Linked DNA regions of Mus musculus: region 2 is linked to region 1. A link is a contact called in public promoter capture Hi-C data. All regions are on one chromosome and are shown on one strand. Each heading gives the region's core, a stretch centred on a gene start, on an enhancer-like site or on the middle of the called end of the contact. The rest is flanking DNA. Distances are from core to core; before and after follow the strand shown.

The links. Capture Hi-C pulls out chosen DNA fragments and counts their contacts.
Region 2: a contact with region 1 is called in a promoter capture Hi-C map of adipose tissue. The contact joins two enhancer-like sites. A contact is called at or near these places in 3 of 39 promoter capture datasets (frontonasal cranial neural crest, hematopoietic stem and progenitor cells and pre-B cells) and 3 of 9 other capture datasets (adipose tissue, liver and pancreatic islet).

Annotation. Positions count from the first base shown.
Region 1 is chr2:120,537,596-120,542,584 of GRCm38.p6, reverse strand. It overlaps Zfp106 (zinc finger protein 106), which reads left to right. Exons shown (of 22, transcript NM_011743.3): 4 at 3,093-3,290. Among named protein-coding and RNA genes, the nearest start is that of Zfp106, 24 kb to the left of the region's middle. Within about 2 kb of position 2,609, at least 151 of the 459 cell types and tissues checked have an H3K27ac peak or open chromatin away from gene starts, as enhancers often do. A contact at or near this core is called in adipose tissue, where this site is marked.
Region 2 is chr2:120,640,250-120,645,412 of GRCm38.p6, reverse strand. All of the region lies in intron 3 of Stard9 (START domain containing 9), which reads right to left. Among named protein-coding and RNA genes, the nearest start is that of Stard9, 14 kb to the right of the region's middle. Within about 2 kb of position 1,367, at least 58 of the 459 cell types and tissues checked have an H3K27ac peak or open chromatin away from gene starts, as enhancers often do. A contact at or near this core is called in adipose tissue, where this site is marked.

The sequences.
Region 1 (4,989 bases), core at 1,360-3,859:
CTTTTCTTTTCTCTTTTCTTTCCTTTTCTTTTCTCTTTTTCTTTTCTTTTCCTTTCTCTTCCTTCCTTCCTTCCTTCCTTCCTTCCTTCCTTCCTTCCTTCCTTCCTTCCTCTCTCTCTCTCTCTCTCTCTCTCTCTCTCTCTTTCTTTCTTTCTTTCTTTTTTTTTTTTTTTTTTTTTTCCAAGACAGGGTTTCGCTGTGTAGCCCTGGCTGTCCAGGAACTCACTCTGTAGACCAGGCTGTCCTCGAACTCAGAAACCCGCCTGCCTCTGCCTCCCAAGTGCTGGGATCAAAGGCGTGCGCCACCATTTCCCAGCTTCTACATTCCTTTAATCTTTAAACATATCTTTAAATATATAGACGTGGTTAGAAAATAATGCATTAAAATATTATAGGATAGTATGGAATTAGAACATTGATTTTTGGGTAACCCATTGATATTTTTAGGGAACCTGGTCAGAGTTCTTCATTTTAAAATTTTTAAATGAAAGCATTTGTGCTACAAAGTTTAAAAAAAAAAGTGTAAGATTTCTACATTTTTCCATTTTCAGAGACTCTTTCAAAATAAGAAACAGTATTGGGTGTGGGTGTGTGCCCAAAGTTGCTACTGCTTTTGCTCTTCCAAGCTCCCCCTCCCCCTTTCATTTTTGAGACAGGGTCTCCCTTTGTGGCCCTGGCTGGTCTACAACTTGGTATATAGATGGACTAGGCTGACTTTGAACCCACAGAGGTCTGCTTGTCAGTCCCTTAATAATGCTGTTTCTGTTTCCTTTATTGGGGGTTGGGTTACTTTTTGATTTTTGTTTTTCAAGACAGGGTTTCTTTGTGTAGCCCTGGAACTTGCTTTTTGAACCAGGCTGGCCTTGAACTCACAGAGATCCATTGGTCTCTGCCTCTGCCTCCCAAGTGCTGCAGGGTTAGGGTTAGTGACTGCAGCCACTGCCGTCTCCTCTTGCTTCTTCTACTTTTTAATTATATTTTTTATTAGATATTTTCTTTATTTACATTTCAATTGTTATCCCCTTCCCTAATTTCCTCTCCGAAAAATCCCCTATCCCCTCCACCCTCCCCTTGCTTCCCAACCCACCCACTCCTGCTTCCTGTCCCAGGCATTCCCCTATACTAGGGCCTAGAACCTTCACAGGACCAAGGGCCTCTCCTCCCATTGATGACCGACTAGGCCATCCTCTGCTACATATGCAGCTAGAGCCATGAGTCCCACCATGTGTTTTCTTTGGTTGGTGGTTTAGTCCCAGGGAACTCTGGGGGTACTGGTTAGTTCATATTGTTGTTCCTCCTGTTTGCTTCTACTTAGTGCAATGCTGCAGATCAAACCTATTGCCTTATGCCCTGCACTCCCAATGCTACCTACCATTTCCTGTCCAACTGCATTGCATTTTGTTCCCTGCGATTTATTTTTTTGTATGTTAGTGTATTTATGTAGTAAATGCATACCATGTGAGAACCAGTGTCCACAGAGGTCAGAAATGGGTGTCAGATCCCATGGCCCTCAGAAATTCTCTGAGACAAGGAAAAATGTTCTTAACTACTGAGCCATCTTTCTAGCCCTCATGATTGTATTTTAAGATGTATCAGGCATTGTTTGAGTTTTTATAGTTTGTAACTAAGTAACATAGTGTTTTGCTTGGCATTTAGTAATTGTTGGTAAAGTGTTTGTTTTGCTTTGCTTTAAATGGGCATTCAAGTGATTTGTAACAGAAAGTGTCTTCTAGTAAATGAAGTGCTCAGTTTCAAGGACTTCTGTTAATTCATGTCAATTCTGCTTATTTTGATTGAGTTTGGTTAAAACTGGGGGTTGGGGGAGGTGACTGAGTGTGTTTCATAGCATGTGTCTGGAGATTTATATAGGCAGACAGATGTAGATACCCACATTGGTGTGGGAATCACAGAAATATCACTACTATAAACCCATAGCACAAGCACTTAGACTAAGTTTGAATTATTGGACAGCCACAGTTGCACGCTTCTCATTATTGTTGCACAGACAGATGACGTAATCAGGGGATTGAAAGAACTTAGAAACAGTTAAATTATTGATCTGCTACATATTAAAGAGGATTTAAGATTTTGATTCTTAAAACTGGCCAAACACAGTTGGAAAAATAGATAGCTCAGCAGTTAAGAGCACTGACCGCTCTTCCAGAGGTCCTGAGTTCAATTCCCAGCAACCACATGGTGGCTCACAACCATCTGTAATGGGATCCAATGCCCTCTCCTGGTGTGTCTGAAGACAGCTGCAGTGTATGTGTATATATATAAAAGAAATCTTTAAAAGACTGGCCAAAGAGGAGATTTTGCTATTGAGTCAAGTAGAAGAAAAAGTAGACAGAAGCAAGCCAGTCATCACCAGTTTAGGTAAAAGCCAATTTTGTGTGTATCTGGACTGCATCATTTTCTGAAACTGGAGAGAAAACATTTGCCTAACAGCTGCTAACTTCCTACATTTGACATGGTTTCAATTCCCTTTAAATAAGCCTGCTGAAGCAGTGTGTCACATGTATCATCCAGACTAAGAACATTTGCTACTACTGTCTCTTGCCAGGGTCCGGACTCTTCACATTCCAGGCAGAGTGCCAGCTGTTTAATTTTTAGTTACCAAGCTGAGATTGGCTGTTCCCCCTCCTCTTTGCTCCACCCCCAACTTTCACTGGAAGAGCACTTTAGAGCTGGAGATTAAATGGATGTGCTGTCACCAGGCTTTCTGAGTGCAGCTGCCATCATGGGTGTGCCCCAGAGCAGCTTGTCTTTGCTCTGAGCCCCCTGCCCTGCCTCCCCTTTCACCATGTTTCCTTCGGCAAGATTTTAAGTACAGCAATTCAAGAAGATTTCTCCTAAAGCCTATTAATTTGAAGTGTTTTACCTCTTGATTGCTGGAAAAGAATCTTAAATTTATTCCAAAGTAATTTATAAGCAAATATACTAACAGTGGTGAGAGGAGCACCGACTTGATTCCCTCTAACCTTCCACTGTGGCCATCTGCATACAGAGTCTTTCAGAGGCAACTAGCAATCTGGTGAGTGTGCCATGCCAGTGGGGAGCATTGAATGTCCTTCATCTCCCTCTTTCCCTAGGGACATTAGTCATGAGTGCCGAGTGTGCCGGGTCACAGAAGTGGGTCTCTCTGCATATGCAAAGCACATTTCTGGCCAGTTGCACAAAGATAATGTTGATGCCCAGGAAAGAGAAGATGATGGAAAGGAAGAGGAAGAGGAAGAGTATTTTGATAAGGAACTTGTTCAGTTAATACAAGAAAGAAAAGAACAAAGTCGGTAAGTTGGTTTGTTTTTAGTTTTGCTTTTTGAGATAGAATTAGATGTAGACAACTTCTCTGTCCTGAGGATGAGCCTCTAGAGCTTTGTGCAGCAAAGAGTACACTCTACTAAGTAAGCCTAAGCTACACTCAGCCTTGTGATTTGACATTGAAAGATAAGTAAGCCTGACTTTAAGACCCTTAAAGCTTAATCTTATTTTAAATATTAAGTTTTGTTTGAGTTTGCTATCTGAGGACTAAGGACTATGAAGTGCTTTTTTGAACTGTTATATTATCTGTCTTTAAACTCAGTCTTGTTTTTAGTCCTGAAAACTATGGTCTTGGTTACTGTGTCTTGAACTGTTCTTATTATCCAATTTTTCTATGAGAAAGCCGTAGAGTATAAGTAAAATGAATAGACATTTCATCTTTTATCATTTGTATTATTATATTTTTTGTTGCCCAAATAATATCTCTTAGGGGAAAGGATGACCTCTTATAAATTAGCATGGTGCTTTTCTTAAATCTGAATTTTACCTTTGGCATCCTAACAACTATACAGTGCCTGGTTCACTCTAGATGTAATATTAATATTACATTATATTAAAACATTAATATTTTAAGTTTGACAATAGCAAGACTATTTGAACAATATATGTTCCCTAATTGTTTTTCCTAATTTTGTATATCTGTGTTTATGTATTTATGTGTTAGGCATTTATGGTTTTACTTACCTGATTTTATAGCCTGAAGTTTTTTGTTTGTTTGTTTTTAATTGAGCCAGGCAGTCATGTAGCCATAGCAAGTTTTCAGTTTGCTCATAGCGAAAGATGATTCTGAATTTCTGTGTCTGTCTCCCTAGGTGGTGGGATTATAGGTGTGTGCTACGACTTATTTATTAATGTGACAGAGAATAGGAGAGAACAATTAATGAAGTCCACAAGTGTTAAAGTCCTTCTATGTGATGAGGAAACTTCCAACTCTAAATTTTAATGATTCTTCTTGAATATTATTTATACATACTCTGACCTGCTTTTTGTTAGAGATTTAAATATAGGTAGGAAATATGTAGTTTTACCCTAGATATTAACATTTTAAAAGTAAGTCCTTGAAAAAGACTTTCTTAGTCTTAAGATGCCCATAGCACCATGATTGTTGACCCCTTGGGCTGTGCGGTCCTTCAGATACTATTCTCATGACCTCAGTGCAGCTGGTGGAGCCTGCGCTTCTGTTTTAGGAAGTTAAATGGGTAGGACACTAATTTTTGTTTCTTTCATACACAACAAAACTATTATAGCTAAGCTATGTAAATGATCAACCATTATCAAAGGCTATGATTAGACACTGATATGCTTATTCTTTGAGTCTTATATGCCCCTGTAATGACATAATTATATGAAATCACCCACTTACTTTTATTGATTGATTGACTGACTGCTGCAGGGTCTCTTTAGATAGTCAACTCACATTCTTCTTAGCCCTGTTGCAAGTACTGAGCTTACAGGCAAGTGTTACCATGCCAGAGAGATGAATTTTTAATTCTTTTTTTTTTTTTTTTTTTAAAGATTTATTTATTTATTATATGTAAGTACACTGTAGCTGTCTTCAGACACTCCAGAAGAGGGCGTCAGATCTTGTTACAGATGGTTGTGAGCCACCATGTGGTTGCTGGGATTTGAACTGCGGACCTTCGGAAGAGCAGTCGGGTGCTCTTATCC
Region 2 (5,163 bases), core at 118-2,617, 100 kb before region 1:
ACAGATATATAGACACTTTGTTTAAAAGGCTACCTTTGGAGCCAGCAAGATGAAGAAGCTCTTGCCAAGCCAGCCTCGGCACTTGAGTTCAATGCACAGGACCCTCCAAAGGGCAGAAGGAGAAAACTGACTCTCCAAAGCTGTCCTCTGACCTCCACACGAACTCAGTGGCATGCATGTGTAAATAAAAGAGAGTTTGGGTCTTTTAAAGGGCTACTTTCTCCTCTTGCTTAGAAGATTTTCCAAATCACTTTCCCACAGACTCTTCAGAGCAGTCATCGCCATTGGCAGGTGCTTCTTCTTTAATCAGTTGACGACCCCAATGGACCTCAGAACAAGCCCAAGTGTGAAGAGCCGGATGAGAGCCTAAGACCAGTTCTCAGCATTGCAGATGCAAGCGAGACCACCTGGGTAACATCAAGGACAACCGTCTCAGAAACTGTCTATCAAGTGTTCCTCTCTCACAGACACTGGGTAACATCAAGGACAACTGTCTCAGAAACTGTCTATCAAGTGTTCCTCTCTCACAGACACTGGGTAACATCAAGGACAACTGTCTCAGAAACTGTCTATCAAGTGTTCCTCTCTCACAGACACTGGGTAACATCAAGGACAACTGTCTCAGAAACTGTCTATCAAGTGTTCCTCTCTCACAGACACTGGGTAACATCAAGGACAACTGTCTCAGAAACTGTCTATCAAGTGTTCCTCTCTCACAGACACTGGGTAACATCAAGGACAACTGTCTCAGAAACTGTCTATCAAGTGTTCCTCTCTCACAGACACTGGGTAACATCAAGGACAACTGTCTCAGAAACTGTCTATCAAGTGTTCCTCTCTCACAGACACTGGGTAACATCAAGGACAACTGTCTCAGAAACTGTCTATCAAGTGTTCCTCTCTCACAGACACTGGGTAACATCAAGGACAACTGTCTCAGAAACTGTCTATCAAGTGTTCCTCCCTCACAGACAACCTCTTCTCAGCCTAGACCCGCAAGGCTCCAGATATCCCAGAAATTCCTATTACCCTTGACTCACTCAGGGGAAAACAAAACAAAACACACAAACAAACAAACAAACAACCACTTCAAACTATGTTTCGCATTTTAAAACAATTCTCCAGGCTTCCTGCCTATTTTTGTATAGGAATTTGGCCCCAGCAGCAACCTCCAGTGTCAGGGAACTCTGTTCCTCAGATGTTTCTATGAATCTAGAAGCTAATCTTCTAAGAGTCACAGTGAAGTTTAAGGGAAGGGGGAAAAACAAGTCAGACAATGCCAAAAGAATGATCTTATTCCTTCCAAGTCCAGCACAGGGCCACGCTTAGGGAGCCGAGCAGCTGCGCTGCTGGCAGAGGCTGCAAACTGCAGTGAATGGCTCACGCCTCTCTCCCTACCCCTCGCAGGCCTGCCAAGCCCCATCCAGTTGCTGTACAAAAGGGCTTTTTCTTATAAACGTCTCTCCCTTTTACTTCTGACGCCATCTTGAATGGAAAGAAACAACACTAGGGATGGAATGTACATAGCTCTGCAAATATTCATGAGAAAATTCTCTGACACCCACATGTGGCTGAGCTCCCCCAGCCCATGCATGAGCCTAGGAAAAGGCAGAGAAACTCTGACATCTGTGTTATAACCAAAGCAACTGGGATGCTGCCTTATAATGGGCAACAAGGTTCACGAAGGTGAGCCTAGGAATGTAGCTCTGGGCAGAATTGTGTGCCTGGCACATTAAAAAAAAAAGTACTAGGATCAATTCTGAATGCTACAAAAAAGAAAAAAAAAAGATTAGGGTCTGCTTTTGTTTGTTTTTACATTTTATTATTTTTATGTATATGAGTGTTTTACTTGCATGCATGTCTGTCTGTGCACAGTACTCTCAGATGCCAGAAAGAAGACGTCTTTGGATCTCCTAGAACTAGAGTTACAGATGGTTATGAGCTACCATGTGGGCACTAGGAATCGAACCTAGGCCCTCTGGCTGGAGCAACAAGTGCTCTTAACGGATGACCCATTCCTCCAGCCTTAGACACAAGTTCAGTTGCCAGCATCCACATCATGCTGCTCAAAACCACGTGGAACCTCAACTCCAGGGGGTCCAGCACCCTCTCCATGTGGAACCTCAACTCCAGGGGATCCAACACCCTCTTCATATATGCTCACACACAAACCCGTCATTAAAAATAAAAACAAAACTGTCTCTGTCACCCACCGAATTGTTAATTGAACAATTAATTTATAGTCATTACTAGGTCATTTAGGACATGTAGCACTAGAAAGATAGGAACAAACTGTGAAGGATGCCGCGTGCACAGGTCCAGACTCTGCTGTCACCAGTCAAGGATTTGATTGTTGGTGCTTCGCTCAGTTGTGAGACCTTAAGAAGCTGCTCACTCTCTCAAGAGCCTAAAGCTACCCTTAAATGGAGATATAACCACTCTGCAATGGAAATAATTCTAACAGTGCCTGCTGCTCCGTTTCTACTCCATTTTTGTCCTTTATATTTCTGCTCCTGATGTACCTCCAAAATCCCTTTTTGGTTTCTGCCACTTTCCCACTTTCTTTATTATTCTTTTCCCAAAGCTTTCATTCACTCTCCAAGTTCAGTGGGTGTCAGATCTTGTTACGGATGGTTGTGAGCCACCATGTGGTTGCTGGGATTTGAACTCTGGACCTTTGGAAGAGCAGTCAGTGCTCTTACCCACTGAGCCATCTCACCAGCCCTTCCTGACAATTTAAGGACAATTCTGTATTTGCAAAAATTGCATGTGGGCATGCATGTGTGTGAGAGGGACTGACTTAATGATTTGTGTCTAGCCTTCATTTTTGAAATAAGTTTCTAGGAATACATATTATACATTAATTTGCCTAGCATACATGGAGCTCTGGGTTTGATCCCCATCTCTGTTTAAAAGCAGGCTTGGTGGTGCCTGCTTGTAATCCTAGCGAAAGCAAGAAGACCAGAAATTCAAGGTCACCTCAGTTACAAAGCAGGTTCAGGACCTCTGAGGAGTGGGTAAGGTCCTGAGTGAATGTGTATTTTGACAGGAACACAGCCATGTCAAGGACCCCAATGTCAGACCTATGGGAATGGCAAAGCCGTCATCTGGTCCAAGTATGGATGTTAAAATTGACTGTCTTCAGCTAAAAACAGTGTATGCAGAAACTCCATCAAAGCTCCCTCCTTCTGGATGACTACAGCCTGGAATTGCTTCTCCATTGAAACCTCTTACTAAGTTTGGCTAAACCTGCCTCCTGGTTCAGTTGTGTATAATAACCCACTTCCTTGGTTCAGATGGATAAAATAAACTTGGTGAGACTTCAGGCTGCTGCTGGTGCAATTCCATTAGAACACATGATCCTGCAATCCTAGCTTTCCTGCACCCCGTGTCTGTCCTTTCTTCATTTCCTAATCACCCAGTCAGGTCAACCCCAAAGGCATGCAGATTGAAGCCAAGGGCCAACCTGAAATGCTTGAGATCCTGTCTCAAAATTTCTAAAAAAAAAAAAAAAAAAAAAAAAAAAAAGTCTTGGGCTGGGTTGATGCTCAGCCAGCAAAGTGTCTGCCAGACAAGCAGGTGGACCTGAGTTCAGATCTCTAGAAGCCTTGTTAAAAAGTCCAGCAGACATGCCTGTAACCAGCCCCTGCAGAGACAAGCTAAAGCTCACGGGCTAGCCAGCCTAGCCAAATCAATGAGCTTCATGTTCTGGAAAGCATATCTCAGAAGATAAAGGTGGAGGGCTGGTGAAATGGCTCACTGTGGAAAAGTGCTTGCCTTGCAAGACTGATGACCTGGAACCCAGGTTAAGATGGAGGGAGAGACTAGACTCGACAAAGCTGTCCTCTCACCTCTTTATTTATACCCACCTACACGTGATAATAAAGAAAATAAAACATTTTTAAAATAGTAAAATAAATAAATAAATAAAGGTGAAACATAATGATGGAAGAAAGCTCTGAAGTCAACCTTGGGCACATGCGCTAGAGCACACACACAGAAAATACCTTGAGTGGTGTCCAGTACTTTTTCTAGTATTAATACACTGGCCCTCTATTTACTTTTTTTTTTTTTGAGCGAGGTCTCTGTGCTGCCCATGCTGGTCTGAGACTCCCTCCCAGGCTCCTGGCATTACTGGTATGCATAAGTGAGCACCCAACTCAATACTCTGGAAACCCACTTAGCGACCACACATATCAGGATTCAAAGCCTCTCCATAAATTATTCTTTACATCTTAACAACGCATAATTCTCTGCAAATTAATTGAAATCTGTTCTACTCTAATGGACATGAAGACCAGCTACTTCCTATGCTCTGTAAACTGTTTACTTATCACGTTCTGTACTCAGCATTATCGACCATCTTTGCATGCTTGCGTCAATATTCTGTCATTACACAATCGCATACAAATGCACATGAGGTGTGCTTGTGCTGTACTAACGGCAGCTTTCCTCTTGGTCCCTGCAGTGCAGTCCTTTAACCATTGTTAGGTCTTAAGACTGTGCGTGTGTCCAGAAATGAGTCTTGGTTTAGCACAACCTGAGTGATAGAAGCATTAGTGATGGTTAGAATAAAAGCCTGCATTCCTCAGGATCTTGTGCAACAGTTCCTTCCACTCGTCTGATCTCGGAAGCTAAGCAGGGTTGGGCCTGGTTAGTACTTGAATGGGAGACCACCCGGGAATACTGGGTGCTGTAGGCTTTAAAAAACAAAAACAAAAACAAACAAACAAAAAACAGTTCCTTACACCAAAAGGAGTTATTTCCCCCACCTCTGGCAGAAAAGACATATGGCTCTCCATTGACATATTCCTACAGTTGCCTATTAGAACCCATGCTGGCTTCCAGGCTCCTTCAGTCCCTAGTCACAAACCCATTTCAAAGCCCACATGATGGGGTCCTGGCCCTTCTCATCTCCTGTGCAATGTTATCACATTCTCTCTGCTCTGGGCCCTTCCAGATGCCTCTGGATGGTCTCTTTCTTATCCACAATAATAATAATAAAAATACACCTTAACCATGGAGCAGCCATTCTGGTGGTTTCCCTACTGCATCCTTCGGATACAATCATGTTCTACGGAAGTATGGTTCCTCTCCCAGGCTTCTCCAGCTTTCTGACATTCTCAGAGTAAAGTTCCAAAGCAGAAGGAATCTATTATCTCT